Regions from separate parts of the Gossypium arboreum genome. Here region 1 is linked to region 2. The links are chromatin contacts, called in public Hi-C maps. All regions are on one chromosome and are shown on one strand. Each heading gives the region's core, a stretch centred on a gene start, on an enhancer-like site or on the middle of the called end of the contact. The rest is flanking DNA. Distances are from core to core; before and after follow the strand shown.

Region 1 (2,978 bases), core at 155-2,654, 170 kb before region 2:
TAAATAACATCGGAATTAGCCCAGTCATCACTACCAAATAAATTAAAAGGTGATTAAAATAGGAGATAATTCACTTTAAGGAAATCAAAGACAAAGGGCCCAACTGTATTTCCTTTTTATTTTTATTGCAAAACAGTGAAGAAGATATTACAAAAATAAGGAAAAAAATTATGGGGCAGAGGAAATAAAGCTGAGTAATGCATTAATTTTCCCAAATTTAGATTATTTATGAAAATTTAGATTATACTTCTTAACGAAAGTTTCCTGAACCCGATTCTTACTATTCATTTGGGAAAAAGGAAAACTATTTTGAAATTAATTTATTGGTAATTAAATGGTAATCGATAATACTCAATGAACTCCCTTTCATGTTCTTAAAAATTTTTCTTTTAAAAAACAATTTATGTCTTCTTAGGTAAACCTAAATTCTATTCTTACTATTTATTCATAATTTCCATTAGCAGCTAAAAAGCGCAGAACAAAACTGAAAAAAGCACCATGCCAACAATAGCAAATAAAAATTCAGCTTGAAATTCTAGAAATAAAAAAAAATCGTTTTTACCCGGAAATTAGCCTTGCAATCATCAATAAGAGCTCTAAGCTTTTCGACGACAACTTTCACCATCTCGGTCCGGTTCAAAATCAACGAAACCAGCAAAAACCGGGCATAAAATCTCAACTCCTTAAACCGAACTCGAAGATCCTTCACTCCACACCCTTCGAAATACCTTCTCTTCAAAATCGCTTCATAGAAAATGTAGGCTTCGACCAGAAACCTAGCCTCGCTCGTCCTCATGTACTGGCCGAAATACAGCTGGCCGATCCGACCGGCGATTTCGCCAATCTCCCACCGGTTCAAACCGGCTTTGACAAGCTCGGCTCGGTGTTCTTGCTGGTACTTCCATAACCGCATATAGGCTTTGAAGACTTTCTGGAAATAGTGTTGGCCTTGTGCTCGTCCGTACGACGGTAAGTCCCGGACTCGTGCGAATTTACGGTCCGCGCTCTCGACGAGAGCTCGGAAGGTTTTGGGAACGACGTCTTCCTCCGCCATGTACGAAACAAAAATCTAATACTGATTTCAATAAAAAAAAAACAGTCAAGAGACTCAGCGGCTCGTTAGGGGGATCTGAAGACGGTTACGGTGGACATCGGAAAATGTTTGAGAGAAGTCTAGAGAGATAAAGAGAGATACTGTGTAGACTTTGTTGAGATGAGCTGTAGTTTTTATGGGTGTCAGCGTAATTTTCCCTTTCTCTTTTCTTTTCTTTTCTTTTTTTTTTTTTCTTTTTTTTCCTATAACTGATTTTTGGATTTGTAAGGTTTTATAAATTCAGTAACTTACAGTGATAGCGATGGTAATTAACTCACTGATTTCAGTGATTTGGCGATGTGTCATCATTACTTTCCTGTGGCGACGAAGAAGGACAAGTATTTATTATTAGTATTTTGTATGAGTAAAATAGTCTAAAACAATACACCGTCCGATTATAATTGGGAGAAGAAATGAGAAATCAACGGCTCCTATTAATTATGCCATCAATATTCTTTAATATTATTAACTGGTACACCTACCATTTGTATAAAAACAATAATATTAAACTCATATTTTTAAAATAATAAAGTAATAAAAATTAAAATAATTTTATTAATTAGAATTTGATTTGTATTGAACACTTAAAATAAAATAAATAATTTATATAATTCCTCTTTGTTTTGAAAGTTTGGTGTTGTAATATTTTTTTAATTGAGTTGGATTGTTTAATTAGAATAATTGAATTAAGAAAAATTAAAATTAATTAATTTATGAATCAATATAAACCAATTAAATAGATAGATGATTGATTACATTACCTTTTATTTTTCAATATATTTAATTTTAATGATTTTATTAATTAAATAGTATAAACTAATATGGATGCATTGAAAAACATTAAATATATATAAATGAGAAATCCAATTAAATTATGTTTGACTTCCCAATGATTCGAAAATTTATATAAAAAGTGGAAATGAGTTAATAATCTCTTAATTATGATACAGTATTAAATAAATTAATAGTTCTTTTTTTCTTTTTTTTGTTAAATCCGCATCATGGGAATTGTTCTTTCGTTGGTTTTCTTACCAGTTTGGTTATAAGATACAGCGTACGATTACATTAAAAATATGATTCCAACATTATACGAAAATATTTATGTACATATACATGAATATACGAATTTTGAGCACATGAATGCCTGTCTGGCAATTCTAGATGGAAACAAGGACAGCATATTTTGGCAGAAAATAACAGTTAATTTCTTTTACATATTAAAATTCTGAGCATATAGGACTCTCTTTATACATGTGCAATTTTATATCAAAATTTAAACCCACAAGTTTCAAACTAGAATTCTTAACTCCAAACATCAATTAAATAAGCCCTGTTTTCATGTGAGTGAAAAATATAAAGTTTGACAAAGGATATGTTTTGGATTTTCTGTTTTCGAGGTCTCTAATCTTCGGTTAATGGTAAATATTCCATTTTTTTTTTATACTTATAAATTAAATTATATATATCTGAATTCATGTAGCAACAATGGATCAATTGGTTGGCGTAAGCCATAGTGGTAACTTATAAAGCTGTTATTAACAACTTAGGAAGCACATTAGAAAACTTGATCAAATTTATTTGAGATGTTCATAAATTACATCAGATCTCAATTTATAATTTTTTTAATATTTAATTATTTTAAAATAAAAAAATATTTTATGTTAATATTTATATATTTGTAAATAAATTTGGTTTTGATGGGTGATGATTGATATTAAAATTCTAATTAGGAGTGTAAATAAAATATTAGTACTCACAAGTTACTCGAGTTTAATTCGAAAAATATTGAACTCGGTTTGGTCATTATTGAGCCAAGCTTGAGCTCAAATAGCTTAAGTTATCGATCGAGCCAAATTCGAACTTAGTAATACTTGACTCAAAAAAC
Region 2 (2,700 bases), core at 73-2,572:
GAATAACATAACCTCTGCTAAGGTCTCATTGCTTGAGGTAGGCAATTCGCATCCTGATAACCTCAAGGGTGGGCCATCTGCTGGACTGGCCTCAACATGGCGATCAATGAAATCTGGCTTTCAAAATTTTAAAGCAAATATTGAGGCCAGAAAGTTTCTTCCTGTACGCCAGAATCAGGAAGCCACACTCATTTCCCATGTCAACTCATCCGATTCTGAGTCCCTTGATGAGATATTCCAGAGATTGAAACGACCGTCAGTAGACCACAGTGACGAGAATGAAAATGAGAACGACACAGAAACCAAGTCTACAAGATGATATCAAATTCATTCGGAAAAAAATGTGCCTGTTGCTGTCGTGGAAACTGTGATATGAAATGTACAGAGCTCATTGAATTTTTACAGTCCTGTATGAAAGATGTTTGGGGTCAGCAGCAGGAAATTTCAGACTAATACAATATGGGAAAAATAATTATTCCCTGGCTGTATGATTCCAGCTAATTGTAATTTGAATTGAACATTTAGGCATTCCATTCAGCTTCTTACACGTGATATATAATATAATCTTTTCGTGAAAAAATTTAAAAAGCATCTCTCTTTCGAAGATAAATTCTAGCATCTGAAAAACCTTAAGTTGATGCATAAGCCTTTTTTTTTTTTTTTTTAATTAAAGAACCAGCATTTATAAAATGCCAATAACAACAGGATTCAAGCTAGAATATTCTTTCCTATCGCATGAACAAGTAACATAGGAAAAGAAAAAGAAATGCACAATTTTATTGAAATTGAATCCTAGGAAACTAATTCACTCTTCCAATCGTTAATCTCATACTTGTTGAAAGCGTCCTTCTTCCCTTTGAAATGCACTAACTTGGACCAAAACCCTTTTTTCTTTTTCCCTTTTTTGGTCTCTTCATCGTCCTCATCCAAGTTTCTTGGTACAAAAGCAATCGATCTACTCTTCTTCAAACCATTAGAGGCACCAAGCTTTACCCCGGAAGACGAGGACATCCCCATGATTCCCATCACCCCGGAACTGTTCCGCATATGGGAATGACTATGTCGAGCCGGGGAGTCAGGGTTTGAAGCCAGAGAGTAATGAGCAGGACAAAAATAGAGTGAAGAAGTAACCCGTGAAGCTTCTTTGTATGAAAGAGTAAGACAAGATAATCTTTCTCTAAGACAAGAAGGGCAAACACCTTGCTTTTCCTGGTGATTTGAGTGCTTCTTACATCCATGCTCTGCTTCACAATACTCCATATGAGGTTTGTATTTTTTTTTCCCCTCCAACTGTAAATAAATTTTGGTTGGTTTGTGTATATATAGACAGGGGGGGAGAACAAATTCCACTTAGCTTCCAAGAAGGTTCCTCATATAACATTGTTCGCCTTTACATGTTAGTGTGAGTGTAGTAGATCAATGTTAAGTTCATCACCGTTGGATCATGTAGTTGAAAATCTTCACAATGGTCCATGACATTAGCTTTCTTACCCTCACATGCAATAGGACAAAATGACTTGGAAGTTGGATTTTACCATATAAAAGAATTAAATGTTAAAATTAAAAAAGTAATTGTAAAAAAAACCAACGCAACCCATTTATAGAGTTTATTGAAATCTGTTGAATTTATTTTTGAAAACCTTAAAAATGTGTATTATAAAATTATTAACATATTATTTTTGAAAATAATTTGTTTATGAGATTTGGAAGAACGCTAAGACGTGGAAAGGATAAAAGGGTCTCGAGCCACGGCGGAGAGTGGAAAGTGGCCGCACGAGGATTTTTGATTTTTGAAATTATCATTTTATGCTTTCTGTGTTGGTAATTTACATAATTAAATTATTATTTAACTAAAACCCTACGTGTATTGAGAGAAAGGACCTATACCTATGCTACCTATAATAATAATCACCTAGATTTGCTAATTTTGAAAATAATTTATTATCACAAATCATGCTTTATTGTTAGTGATAAATACATTAAATTCAGTTTAATGTATAATTTAATATATAATTTTTAATGTAAAATAATTACAATAAAAATTTTATTATAATTTTGATAATAATTTAATTTTGATTCAATTGTATAAATTTTAAAAAATAATTACATACATAAGATCATGGTCCCCACTCCAAAAATGGTATAACTTTCTTTAGACTCAAATCTATAAAATTACAAATAATAGATGATAAAATATAGTTTGATCTTCCCATAATCATAAAATTTTGATTTAATTCTTTTAATTAATGAAATTATATTTTAACTCTTATAAAATATGCAGCTTAATTTTGACTCAAAAAATTTAGGGTTTTGCTCCGACTATATTAATTTATTTTCCTATTGAATAAATATTTATTTGTATACACTAAATGATGCTATGTTGATAATGTTATTAATACTTTGTGAAACCTAAATCTAATTAAAATTTTATGTATAAATTGTATAAAATTAAATTTCATATATTATATTGCATTTAAAATAACATTGGTAATTGATAAATTTGATTTTTTTGTTTGTTTGTTAATATGAAACGAATTGAGGTTGGGGTTTCTATAATTATATTAGCATGATACTTTTTTTTGTGACATAAGAAATATATTCGTGTTTTACACGACTTGACCCATCATGTTAATCCACATTATTCAATTTCATTTTATTTTGTTAGAGTTTATTTGTAGAATTATTAATAATCAAAATAAT

Evidence for each region. A called contact is a pair of places that touch in the nucleus more often than the background predicts.
Region 1: a Hi-C map of leaf shows a contact between it and region 2, with 4 times the contacts expected there. The contact joins the promoter of LOC108474282 here to the promoter of LOC108483255 in region 2. A contact is called at or near these places in 2 of 5 Hi-C or Micro-C datasets (both in leaf).

Annotation. Positions count from the first base shown.
Region 1 is chr11:54,937,420-54,940,397 of ASM2569848v2, reverse strand. It overlaps LOC108474282, which reads right to left and starts at 1,404. Exons shown (of 9, transcript XM_017776250.2): 1 at 563-1,404. The coding sequence starts at 1,054.
Region 2 is chr11:54,769,083-54,771,782 of ASM2569848v2, reverse strand. It overlaps LOC108483255, which reads right to left and starts at 1,322. Exons shown (of 1, transcript XM_017786544.2): 1 at 198-1,322. The coding sequence starts at 1,260. The coding sequence ends at 793. LOC108483254 reads left to right here. Exons shown (of 14, transcript XM_017786543.2): 14 at 1-588. The coding sequence ends at 319.